Regions from separate parts of the Mus musculus genome. Here regions 1 and 3 are each linked to region 2. Evidence: chromatin contacts called from public HiCAR-type and promoter capture Hi-C data. All regions are on one chromosome and are shown on one strand. Each heading gives the region's core, a stretch centred on a gene start, on an enhancer-like site or on the middle of the called end of the contact. The rest is flanking DNA. Distances are from core to core; before and after follow the strand shown. Region 1 holds the start of Mphosph6 (M phase phosphoprotein 6). Region 2 holds the start of Cotl1 (coactosin-like 1 (Dictyostelium)). Region 3 holds the start of Hsd17b2 (hydroxysteroid (17-beta) dehydrogenase 2).

Region 1 (4,247 bases), core at 93-2,592, 2.0 Mb after region 2:
TCCTAAAGGTTGTCTCTTGAAAAGCCCTGTCTCCAAACACAGTCACATTTTGAAATAATGGGGGTCAGGACTTCAGTATTTGAATGGAAGGAGACATAAGTCTGCCATATATGGTTAGTCCGGTAACAAGATAGCAGGATTTTTATTTATTTTATTTTTTATTTTTGGTACATTCTACCACCAAGGCTTCATATAACGATATTTTCTTGACTTTCAAGCCTTCCCACTTTGATCTGAAGAGGGCCACCCTGGATTAAATTTAAAGTGACCCTAAAAGTCACTGGCTGCAGCCATTTTCTTCCTTCCACGGTATTTACTGCTTTCTAATGTAGCTCCAGGAAAGGGTGGGAATGTGTCTTTAGCCCCTTGGTGCTCACCCATGTCTCACTGACAGTTATGAGTAAATGTGTTTCTGTAACCACTTAACACATTATGTCTTTATTTACTCCACTGAGAAAACCTGCAGGGCGTTTAATATCCGGAATGCTTTATGAATCTCGACTTTACCACTTCTCCAGCGGGTTGCTTATTACATGCCAGTGATGTGTCCTTCCGTATACTTACGAGGTACGGCACCACAACTTGTGGAAGTCCATTCTGCCCTTCCATCACGGGGGTCCCGGGGATCAAACTCATGTCCTCCTCGGGCTTGGCAGCAAGTGTTTTCACCCATTAAACCACCCCTGGCCCCTTCACAAGTTGTCGCCTTGCGTACAGCTCTTGCTAGTTCCTGCCATTCTTCCCATTCCAGAAGGAAATCCTTCAGGCTCCAAGATGCACAGCGAACAGGTGTATGCATATTCATCAGTCTTCCACGGTTTGTGTGCAGCCCTACAGCTATCACGCAGCCTGGGTTTGTGACCACCTCCTTCACTCTGGGACAGAGCATAGCGACACCAGCGGCTCAGGGCTACTGAGAGTTCTAGAAAACACGCTTCATAGAAAGCCACCATTCGTATTTTTAAAACTTTTAAACTCTGGCAGCAACCTCAGCGGCCTCAGCTAGGACCTCAGCAAGGAACTTCCAGACCGGGTCGTTAGGGAGTCCTCGGGTGTCGTGGAGGCCCCGCCTACAGCTCCAGCGTCCTCCCCTTAATCCGCCTTTCCTGAGTTTAGCCCTGGGACCCTGAATCGCAGTCGCCCCGCGGTGGCCCGAGCTCTTACCACAGCTCTTTGCGGAGAGACGCGCTCCGGGAGCTGGAGAAGCCAGAAGCAGCTCCGAGCACTAGGGCGGGGCAGCGCGATGGGTGTGCCTAATCGGGGGCGTGGCAACGGCGCGGGGGCGGAGCTAAAGCTCTGCCACGCCTGTAAGCGACGTGGCCCGGGCGGGTCTAGAGCGTCGTCTTATCTAGCTCCGCTCTTGACCGTGCGCAAGCGCAGTGCGGCGGGAAAGCCTCTGCAAGTGCGTCCAACATGGCGTCGGAGCGCAAGACTAAGTTATCCAAGAACCTGCTGCGCATGAAGGTGCTGAGGTCGGGAATGCTGGGTTGTCGGGCGGGGAGGCTGCTGAGCTCCGAGATGTTCCGTAGTGGGACTCGGGCCGAAGCGATGGGCAGACTGGCTCGGGATGGCCGCGGCCAGCGCACCCCATTCATTCGCTCAGCCTGCGGGCCTTTGGGCACCAGGGGTGAGATTTTGCTTAGCCTGATGTGGGGAGGGAGCCTGCACAACGTTCATCAGAGCCTGCAGAGTTGAGTGCTGTGGTGGCTTTAGTGTCTGGGCCGCCTGGGAAGTTAGACTTCTCGCGAGAAGTGGTCCCTAAGGAGGAACAACGTGAGGGATGGCAGGTAGTGTCCTAAACTGAGGGAAAGTGAGTCCAGAAGCTAAGAAGGAGAAAATCAGGGACGTTGCAAAGAACTAAAGGTAGCTCGGACGTCTGAAAGACAAGGAGCATAAAATGAGGCTGGAAATCTTAGTGGTCACACATCCAAGGAATTGTAAGCCAGGCTGAAGTTTTGTTCCTGTTGCCTCATGAGCAGGAGGAAACTGTTTTCTGAGTTAATTGCTTTTTGTTTGTTTGTTTGTTTGTTGGGGGGGGGGGGGGTCGAGACAGGGTTTCTCTGTGTAGCCCTGGCTGTCCTGGAACTCACTCTGTAGACCAGGCTGGCCTCGAACTCAGAAATTTGCCTGCCTCTGCCTCTCCCAAGTGCTGGGATTAAAGGCGTGCGCCACCACGCCTGGCTAGTTATTGTTTTTTTAAGGCCACTTTAACTGAACTGTGGATGATGGTTAATCAGAAAGGCCCAGCCCAACAACGTGAAAGCTCACAGCCAAAAGGATGAGCTAAAAAAGTTCCTGTGTTCTGGGTGAAGGTTGTCTTCGTGGTGGGAATGGAGAAAATGTTAGTGGGGTGAAATGAGTTCTCCACTAACTTTTAAACAAAATGAGTTTCCCTTTGTGTGTGTGCATGCATAGCTGTATATATACCATGTGTGTTCAGGTGCCTGCGAAGGCCAGAAGAGAGTGTTGGAGCCCCTGAAACTGGAGTTTTAAGTCAGCAGGTATGAGTACCAGGACTTAGGCAAGAGTCAAGGGTGCTCTTAGCCACTGAGCCAACTTCCCCAGCCCATGATTTTTAAATTTGAAGTTGAGCCAGCTGAAGTGGCTTTGATGGCACACATTTGTAATCCCAGCACTTGGGAGGTGGAGGCAGGAGCTTAATTTGTGGCCAGCCTGAGCTGGATATGAGACCCTGTCTCAGACATCATTAAAACAGAAGCAGCTTAACCACAATTTAAAAGGGGTTAAAAGCGGATGAACACAGGAGTTAAGACAGGGAAAAGCTAACTCTTGAAGCTTAAATAATACTAATAGAACGTATTCACGGTCCTCCCAATATTCCGGCATTGTTCTCCGTGTATATACTGAACCACTTAATTCACATAGTAACATTTGAAGGAGTTACAGTTGTCATCTCTGACACCTGAGGTATCTGAGACAGAAGTAACAGCTGAAAAGACTGGTCATCTGGCCCCAGAGCTTCTGCTTGTAATGATTAGCCTGTAGCACCTGTCTCTAACACACGGGGAGCTTGATTACAACGCCTGACTCAACAGTATTATAAACATGTGTTTAACAGAGCTGTCCTACCTACCAAGCGGTATAGTTTAGCTACACAGTACACTATAGAGTTTCAGTAGCTTACCCCAGGATGGTGTAGCTGTCTGGGAGCTGTGGCCCACTGTGCCCCAGCAGCCTAATAGAGTCTCCTCTTACATATGGCTAGCCCAGGAAACAGCATTCCTAGTAGTGTTTCTAATGGGTGGTAGCAGATCCCCACCATCTTAAAGGTGATTTGATTCATTAAGCCTCACCATGTGAAGTTGTGGTCTGTCAGTGCTTATGGTGAAATGAAAACTCTCTTAGAGAACGTGTTTCCAAGAAAAGGAAGGAAGGCATAAACGGGTGCTGTGTCGAGGGCCGGGGAGTGAGCATTCCCCCATGAGCTTTGAGTGCAAGCTGAGCTGGGATGCTATCTGGCCTAGGTATTTGTAAATATATTTGAGTCTCAGAGTTGTTATTTATGGGAGCTTGGGGCCCAGAGGAAAAACCCAAGTTTATAGAAAACATCATACAGCAATGCTTCATTAATCCCAGCACTGAAGAGGCCTGTGAGGCAGGTGGATCTCTTGCGTTCAAGGCCAACCTGGTCTACATCCTGAGTTCCAGGACAGACAGGGCTACACAGTGAAATCCTATCTGGGAAACCTTAAGAAATAAACAAGCAAACAAACAAAAAACCCTAGACAGTTACTGATGGAGCTGGAGAGCTATAGTTTCCCAGAGTCTGCTCTGAACCCTCAGTTTTGAGGGAGGTGAAATTGCTAGTTTTAGAGTGTGTTCTGAGGTCTTCCGAACCCTAGACATGCTTGGTTCACAGCCATGTTCTTATCCTCTGTCCAGTGTAGATGTGGGTGACTGACTGACTGTGTGCCTTCATGTATCCGCTAAGGCGAAATTGAAGATAGGAGGCAGTTAGTCAGGTTTTGCCACCAAGAATGTAAGGGGCCGTGTGAGGCACCTGTACTTTGAACCACAGGGTCACTAATCCAAGGGTCACTGGTACTCAGGGAGTCGTTTGTCTGCCGGGTGCCCTGGTACCTATGGCTGGCCACCCATGAGCCAGGGCACTGACACGGGCTTGCTCCTGTCTTAACAGTTCATGCAAAGAGGCCTGGACTCGGAAACCAAGAAACAGCTAGAAGAGGAGGAGCGGAAGATGATCAGCGACGAGCACTGGTACCTGG
Region 2 (4,444 bases), core at 1,518-4,017:
TTAAAGTCTATGTACCACCATTCTTGGGTCTTTGGTAGTAATGTCTTAAGAATAAACAATATATTTGCTAGGCAGTGGTGGTGCACGCCTTTAATCCCAGCGCTTGGGAGGCAGAGGCAGGTGGATTTCTGAGTTTGAGGCCAGCCTGGTCTACAGAGTGAGTTCTAGGACAGCCAGGGCTACACAGAGAAACACTGTCTTAAAAACAAAAACAAAAACAAAAACAAAACAAAACCCCCCAAACCAAACCAAACCAACTAATCAAGGAAACAAGCAACAGGGGCTGGAGAGATGGTTCAGTGGTTAAAGCCCTTGCTGCTTTTCAAGAGGACCCAAGTTCAGTTCTCGGTACCCAGGTCAGGCAGCTCACAGTCCCCGGCAACTTCAGTTCCAGGGGGTCTGATGCCCTTCTCTGGAACCTTTTCATGTCTCTAAGGTCATCTGAAGGCCTGGCCTGGTGGCACACACCTGTACTCCCTGCATTTGGGAGGTGGAGGCTGGACCAACAGTTCAGGGTTATTCTCTGCTTCATAGTAAATTGGAAGCCTGCTTGGGCTACATGAGACCCTTTCTCAAAAAACAAACAAACAAACAAACAAACACAAAAACAAAACACACACACACACACACACACACACACACACACACACGAAGGGGAAAATAACCTAATCATCAAGGTGTTTGCCATGGAAGCATGAGGTCCTGATCTGAACCCCTGAACTCACATTTAAGAAATAATGCCACACAGTGGCTCTGCTTATTATAATCCCTGCACTGGGGAGGTTGGAGAGCAGTTGCAGCCCTGGGGTTGAATGGCCTGCCAGACTTGGTAAGCTCCAGGCCAGTGAGAGACCCTGACTGACAAGACAAGACAAGGTGAAAAGCATCTGAGGTCCTCTGCTTCACAAGGTCATAAGGGAGGGACACACACAGATAGCCACTGAACCTGGCCGGTCACACATGTCTTTGCGATTTGAGTGGAAAAAAGTTTTCATGGGGTTTTGTTTTTGTTTGTTTTTTTTTTTTTTTTCATTTTGAGGAAAGTAGTATTTTTTTCTTGGCAGCTTTGCCCCAATTGTGTGTGTGTGTGTGTGTGTAGTTTGTATTGAGATAATTTCATGTAGCACAGGCTGGCTTCAGTTATCTATGCATCTCAGGATGACCCTGAATTTCTTGATTCTCTTGCAGACAGCTCCCAAGTACTAGGATAATGGGTGTCTATCACTATGCTTCTTATTTATTCGAATATATGTATGTGGGGTGTGTGTGTATGCATGTGTATGTGTACACATGTGTGTGTATGTGTGCATGTATAAAAGAGTGTGGTTATATGTGTGTATTAAAGATTGTAGTGTGTGTGTATGCATGTGTGTGTGTGTGTGTGTGTGTGTGTGTGTGTGCGTGTGCAGATGCCTACAGAGGTTAGAGGAGGACATCAGATTCCCCTGGAGCTGTAATTACAGACATGGGTACTGAGAAAGAATCTAAAGTCCTCTAGCAGAGGATAAACCATCTCTCCTAATCTGAGACAGGGTCTTATTTTGTAGCCCAGGCAGGCCTGGAAACCAGTATGCAGCCCAGCCTGGTTGTCAATGTATAACCCTTCTTTTTTAACCTCTTGAGTTCTGAGCTGCCTGGTGAGGTACTGTGTCAAGACTTTTTCTTTTTTTTTTTTAAGGTGAGGTACTGAGAGAGAGAACCTGGGACCTCACAGATGCTGGCTCTTTGGGCCACACCTTCAGGCCTAAGGGTTTTCCTATCCCTTATACATGTTCCAGATCTTTTCAGTTTCTGTCTATGATCCGTTTTAGTCAATAGCAAACCAACAGTGACCTCTTTTGATGCCCGCCCTGGTTTCTGTACATCATTTCAGTTAAGGCTGAAGGCACCTGCTGAGGCTCCCTGAGGCTCGTCTTACCACGGGGAGAGAGCAGTCCTCTTGATAAGGTTTCAGAGCTTGCCCTATGGCTCGGGGCTGAGAATTACAAGCAGTTCTAGAGCTGGGCCTCCAGGGCCAGCCTTTCACCTGCCGGTAGGACAGATGGTAGAGGAGTAGTGAATGAATGACCCAGTAAGGGGGTTAAGGATGCCGCCCCATCCCGCCCCAGCACCCCACGTGACTGCAGATAGCCAGGCTACAAAGTCAACAGTGATTCTCTTTCCAAATGAAATGCTTCCTTCTTTCCACTTCTTCCCTTTCCAAATCCAAAGAGCAAACAAACACTGGGTTAGGGGCGCCAGCCTTGGCCAGCCTGGCTCATCTGAGTGCTGACTTAAGTTATTCTTCTGAAGGAGGGGGAGGGGTGGAGAGCTCTGCAGCCCAGCTCACTGGTAGAGGGAACGAGGGAGGAAGAGAGAATAAGAAGATTCGAGGGAAGATGCAGAGGAGAAGGAGGAAGGAGGCCTTAGGGAGGAGGGAAAAGGGGCTTGGGGTGGGATAAATAGGAGAGATGAGAAGGCGAACAAGGTAGAGGCTGAAAGAAGAGGAGAACAACGGCGTAAGGGAAGGAGAGGAATGGAGGGAAGGAGAGAGGGAAGGAGGAAGGAGAGCGAGATCGGAGAACACAGAAGGTGGTGGAAGAAGCGAGGGGCTGGGGCCCACGGAGTGGGGAGGGAAGAAGGCGGAGGAAGGGAAGACGAGGAGGAAGGGCCCCCCTCCAGCCCTCCGCGGAGTTGCGCAATCCGCACAGACTGGGATTGGCCGCCGGATGTGCGAGACGCCCCGCCCCCGCCTCGCCTGACCAATGGGAGCGAAGGGGCGTGGCTTTCACGGGAGTGGAGTCCCCGCGCGCGCTCTGGCTCTGCAGTAACCGCGGGCCTCTCTCCGAGGACCTTAGCTTGCTGTTGCGAGCGGCCACCTCCCCTGCCCACTCTCGGAGCCCGCTCGACTCTCGTAGCGGATCAGGGACGCGTTCACTGGTTCCGGCAGTGTCCTCGCGGCGGCCATGGCCACGAAGATCGACAAGGAGGCGTGTCGCGCGGCGTACAACTTAGTGCGGGACGACGGCTCGGCGGTCATCTGGTGAGCAACGCCGCGGGGCCGGGGAAGCCAGTAGTGACCTGCTTCGTGCCGCTCGCCGCCGCCGCTCACCTATGTTTCTTTTCTTCCTCCAACCCAAAGGGTGACTTTCAGATACGACGGCGCCACCATTGTCCCCGGCGATCAGGGAGCAGATTACCAGCACTTCATCCAGCAGTGCACAGGTAGGGCGACCCTCATGAGACCTTTTGAAAGAGGGTGGGCACCCTGGGCAGCGAGCTGCTGGGCGTCCAAGCAGCAGCAGATCTGGGCTGGGGCTTTGTTTGTTTGTTTGTTTTGGTTTTGTCTTTGTGTTTTTGGAGATAGGGGCTCACTATATATCCAGGGTGACCTCCAACTGGCCATCCTCTTGCCCCAAGCGTCTAGTACTGGTAGGGTGGGTGTGCACAGCCATGCAAAGCTCTGATCTGAGCTTTCCAAAGTCCCGAGTGTATCCCTCCCCCACCCTGCCCCCAACCCCTGTGGACATCACCATCAAGTGACCCGAGGAGATTCCTCCCCCGGTAGTGTCAGTCGGCTTCTTCCGCTCCCGCACCCTGTGGTCCACTGGGTTTCCAGGTCAGAAGGGGCAGTTCAAACTCCACCCTCTCTGATTGGTCAGTGAACAATAAACGCCGAAGCCCCTGGGGGCTGCAAGCTAAAGGCAGAACCCAGGGCCCCACCCTCCTTTCTCCCTTCCATCTTTGTCCCTATCTGCTTCTGTACAAGCCTTTAATTTGAAGAGTACAGAAACACGCACCAAGAATGTGTATCCGATGTTGCTATACCAGGCCTGGATAAAGAGAAGCTGACTTGCGAGGTCCCAGCGGCCAGTTTCCTTTGGAGCGAATGGCCACTGGCTGGGGTGGGGCATGGAGAGCTGAGATTGCTCCATGGTTTGGTGTGGAGGAATCAAGCAGATGTGTGACCTTACTAAAAGCATCCCAGGGAACCCTAAGGTTTGTGTGTGTTAAGCTTCCCTGGGACATGTGGACCATGAAAGAACACAGGGCCTGAATGGCCACAGCTCCCGTAGAACAGCTCAACACCATTGGTAAAGAGATCTCTAAAGGAGCTGGTGTGCAGAGCAGCTCAGCATATTCTGGAAACAGAGGCAGGGGGATGGAGAATTGGAGGCCAGCCTAGGCTGGGCATCCCCCGTGCCTTCCGGAAAAAGAGCCTTTAAAGAGATTGGAAGTAAGAGACCCCGGGGCCTAGTGTCTCCTTAGCTTTGGAACCTAATGTCAAACAAAAGCAGGCCACCTAGGAGCTAGGGTGTGGACTCCTGGGAATGGCTGTGGGTTAGAATCCCTCTTGGGCTGCTTTCCAGCTGAGTGGGGTGGGGCCAGGTCCCTGGGGGTAGGGGTGGGGGTCACAGTTCCTCACCTGATCTCTTGTAGTGCTGCTGTGAGATTGACTGATCCC
Region 3 (4,444 bases), core at 1,170-3,669, 2.1 Mb after region 2:
AAAAATTTAATGAGTTCAGGTATCACAAATTTATTTTCAACTTTTTTAATTTCATTTTGAGCTTAGTTTGGTTTTGTGTTTGGTTTGGCTTTTTGTTTGTTTGTTTGTACATTGGGGCTTGGGGGCAGGGTTGGGCTTTGTTTCCCTTTTCCTTTCTTCCTTCCTTCCTTCCTTCCTCTCTCTCTCTCTCTCTCTCTCTCTCTCTCTCTCTCTCTCTCTCTTTCTTTGGTATTGGCGGTGGTTGGTTTGTTTTCTTGTGGTGTTGGGGACTGAACTCTGGACCTTAGCACAAGCAAGACAAGTTCCTCTATCCCTGGGCTCCACCCTAACTTTTAGCAAAGATCTTAAGCCTTCCCAGGAATAATATCAACCTTGTGCTTTCATTGTGCAAATGATGGGAAATGGCAATTTCAGTGTCTCTCAAATATCTCCAGCCCGGCTCTGACATTTGGAAGTTTCCCCTAGGGCTTAGTCCCTGAGCTTGTGTTGCTCACCTCACTTAGGTGGTGACGACACCAAATAAATGGGGAGCAGAGTCCTGCTTTCTCCTCTATCTTGGGATCTGCTGGAATCGCTCCTTCTCAGAGGTCAACTGAAAAAGTGTTAAACCTTGAATTGATCTCTGGATTGTCTACATTTCCTGTCGATTCTGTGATGGGCAGGATGCCATACCTCATTTATTTCCAGAGTTTCTGAGGCTGGGGATAGCTTCAGGGAGGGAGGGACTTGTGTAAGCATGAGAGCCCACGTTCAGATCCCTGGCACCCACGGAAAAAGCTGGGCACTGTGGGAAATGCTGGCAGCTCCTCACTGAAGAGCCAAAACCAAGAGGATCGCTGGGGCTTGCTTGTAAGCCAGGCTAGCCACTCAAGGAGCTCCAGAGTGGGGGAGAAATACCACCAAAAGGATAAAATGGGGAGTGGCTGAGGCACACACCCAGGATTGACCTCTGATCCTCAGAGAGAGAAAGATAAAGACAGACACAGACAGACAGAGACAAACAGAGACAGACAGAGACAGACGTGTACTTAATGGTTCTGTCTTCTTTCGTACAACTGGGAAATACAATAACTACTCGACTTCACTGTTGTATCTTAAACTCAGAGAAGCTGATGTCCTGCCCTTCCACACCCCAGCCAGAACCAAACCGTGCTCACAAGAAGAATCTTTGTTACTGGATTTAAAGTAAAAAAAAAAAAAAAAAAATTGATTCATCAGTCCACGAGTCCCCTGCTGACCACAGCCAGGGGCCCCAGCCACAGGTGATGACTTCCTTATGCAGGGGTGACACCCTCCTCACAAGGTGACTCTGCCGATGGCCTTTCCTCTTCTTTCCAGGCCTTTCTGGGTTAGGATCACTTGAGGGAATTCTAGTTGCAGCTTTCACCAAACAAACCCGTTTTACAACTCCAAGGAATCTAATTTGGCCGCCTCGCGCTTACTGCAGAAGAGCCTGCAGAAGAAGTGAGAGGCTGGCAGCTCAGCTAATGAGCAGCTAGCTCCGTGTGCACGCACTGCCAGTTTGATCTAATTAAGAAGCACTAATACACTAATGACATATAGAGAAAAGGTTCAAACAGGACAACAGGGTGGTTCGTGGTTCGGGACAGCAGCCTGGCAAATTGCAAAGGCTCAAAGTACAGTGGCGTCCCTAGACACACAGTATTGTGCCAAAGCTGACTGGCCACCTTCCTTCCATACATAGAGGGGTGACCAGGCCTAGGACCTAGATAAATAGTCACCTCAGAACAGAATAGCAACCAAGCCTGAAGAAGTCTGTCAGGTATTTCCTGGTACAAGAACACACGTGAAATGATGCTGTTTTACTTATTTATATTTATTCCTAGGAAATTAACACACTCATTGTATAGATCTGTGGCCCTGAGCAATTGTCACGTTTTGTCTTACCACTGGCTCCTTCCAAAGCCCATCCAAACCAAAGGACACGCAAAAAGGCAGTGAGAACCACTCGGGTATGTGCTGCCTGTCATTCACTCTAAGCACTTCCCACTCAAGCCAAAACTGACAGTGTCCCCCCACTGAGGACAGAGAGTATCAGACTCTTCTCCGCAGGACAATCACAGGAATGCTGGCCACTTACCTGTCACCAGCACGGCCTTTTGATCCACAGGTAACAAGTCTTGGTCAGATGAACTCATATACAGAAGAAGGAAGCAGGCCACGGATAAGAGGAACAAGGTGCAGAGGAGGGACAGACTGAGCAGGCAGGCACCTCCCCAGAGGCCAGCGAGACACACCGCCTGGCTCCGCAGCTGCCTGCCACTCCGGCATCCGCAGAGAAGCGTGCCCCCCAGCACTGCAGCGGCAGCCAAGCAGAGCCATGCTGACTCAGAGGCAAACGGGCTCATTCTCCACTGGCCTTCACTTGCTCTGGGCCAGTGAATACTGTGAGTGCAGAAGCTGGCTGGAGGCAGCCCAGGCTTATATGAAGGGAGAGGCAAGCGGGAGGGGGGAACGACAGCCCCCGCACCCTTTGAACAAGCATGTTAAAGGTAGTGATAGGGGAGACTACTCCCAGGATGTAATTTAAACTGTGCACTGTGATATAAATACCTGCTCATTCCCCTAAGGCACTCAACACTTACACATGAGCACACGTACACACACAAACACACACACACACACACACACGTACACACACACATACACACACACACAAATATACACACACCTACACAGACATATAGACATACACACATGCACATACACACAAATAGGCACATACACACAAATAGACACACACACATCGTAACACACAGACATAATACACACACGGACATACACACACATACAGACATACACACACTTACACATACACACATACACGCACGCGCACACGCACCCTCCCACCTGACAGATGTTTACTCAGATAATGATTGACAGACTTGGAATCACAAGAAGACAATCTCCTTTGGATGTGCCCTCTCTGTGTTGGTTGAGTTCTTTTGCTAACTCCGAGTGTATCTGTATGTGTGGCTGTGAGTGTGTGTGTGTGTGTGTGTGTGTGTGTGTGTGTGTTATCCAGGTAATCAGTGAAGCTTGGAAAGTGGATTCTAAGAAGAGAGCATCCCCGATCTGGCCTGTATCTGGAGGACTACTGCCAACTGAGACAGGTTAAGGGCTCAATGAGCCAAAAAAAGGCTCACCTTAGAGGCAGATGGAAGGTGCCTGTGTCTTCCCAGAGGGCAGTTGTGCCAGAGAGAGACCATAGCAATGACAATCAGACTGAGAGAAGCTGTCAGAACCAGTGCTCTGCTCAATTCTGACTCAGTCTACCCTGTTGGAGGCTCTGTTCTTGGTAGTAGGACTCGGTCTCCGAATAGGATGTCCTTACAACATTTCTATTCGTGTGGCAATAACGAGAGAGGCAATCAATAGGAGACTAGAGAGATTAGGAGCCGGAACGCAGCAGGGTGTCAATCCCCGGCATTGCCCTTTGAACCACCCACTGTCTGCTTTCGGTCAAACACAGAAAAGCAACCCCTCCTGTGCTAGTTCCTCCTTTTGCCCAGCTTGCATCTTACACAATCCTTTGTTAGAGTCAGCTTGTAAACTAGAAAATTCAGGCTGGGAGAGGCTGTACTTTATCCAAGAGCAAGGAATCTGAATCCACACACCTGTGACTCACCAGCTCAAGAGCCCTTCTGTAAAAACTGGAGAGATAGTTCAGTCTCTATATATAGGTATCTGGGTATTATATACCATGAGCGCGAACACACACTTACACATGAGCACACGTACACACAAACACACACACACACACACACACACGTACACACACACACACACACACACACACACACACACTCGGACCACCAGTTCCTATACTGACACCCAAGGGGAGCTCCCACGGGATTTGATGGGTGTGGTGCTTACTGGTGTCTGCCTAGGACAAAGCAGGATTCTAATAAAGGCTAGAAACTGAGAAAACTGGAGAGAGAGGAGCTCTCACTTTGTGTTCAGATGGCTCATTTTAAACCCAGTTCAGTTCCCACAGTTGTTAAGGATGAGGTAATCTTGGCTGGGGGATGCTGTCTCTTTACCTGTCAATACACTCTGCCCCACCTGGAACCCTAGATGGGGCCTCAGTGTGGGAAGCCGCAAACGCCATTACAAAATGATGCTGGTTTCAATAAGCCGACACCCATGAATATGGGTAAACAACCAATGTGCGCATGTGCCATAGAGTTTTTGCTGAGTCACTGCCTGGCACGAGGCATGTAAATGAGGTACTGAAAGCATAACCAATCAGGTGTAGACACGCCTCTCCTAGGCCTATATAAGCAGTGCCAGTTCTGGGGCTCGAGGTCTTTTGCCTACACAGTCAATGCCCTCCCAATAAACGTGTTGCAGGAGGATCCAGTTGTGGCGTCTTACTTGCTGGCGAGTCAGGCGTCCCACACCTCAGAAAGGCTACAGGGTT

What was found. Promoter capture Hi-C pulls out the DNA fragments that hold promoters and counts their contacts. HiCAR-type assays count read pairs that join an accessible place to other places.
Region 1: a contact with region 2 is called in a HiCAR-type map of astrocytes, with 2.5 times the contacts expected there. The contact joins the promoter of Mphosph6 here to the promoter of Cotl1 in region 2. A contact is called at or near these places in 1 of 39 promoter capture datasets (stem cell-derived epiblast-like cells) and 1 of 115 datasets of contacts at active chromatin or transcription factors (astrocytes).
Region 3: a promoter capture Hi-C map of stem cell-derived epiblast-like cells shows a contact between it and region 2, with 5 times the contacts expected there. The contact joins the promoter of Hsd17b2 here to the promoter of Cotl1 in region 2. A contact is called at or near these places in 4 of 39 promoter capture datasets (cranial neural crest, hippocampal neurons and stem cell-derived epiblast-like cells).

What each region holds. Positions count from the first base shown.
Region 1 is chr8:117,799,069-117,803,315 of GRCm38.p6, reverse strand. It overlaps Mphosph6 (M phase phosphoprotein 6), which reads left to right and starts at 1,342. Exons shown (of 5, transcript NM_026758.4): 1 at 1,342-1,464; 2 at 4,160-4,247. The coding sequence starts at 1,414.
Region 2 is chr8:119,838,902-119,843,345 of GRCm38.p6, reverse strand. It overlaps Cotl1 (coactosin-like 1 (Dictyostelium)), which reads left to right and starts at 2,767. Exons shown (of 4, transcript NM_028071.3): 1 at 2,767-3,022; 2 at 3,122-3,204. The coding sequence starts at 2,946.
Region 3 is chr8:117,699,921-117,704,364 of GRCm38.p6, reverse strand. Hsd17b2 (hydroxysteroid (17-beta) dehydrogenase 2) reads right to left here and starts at 2,419. Exons shown (of 5, transcript NM_008290.2): 1 at 2,102-2,419. The coding sequence starts at 2,369.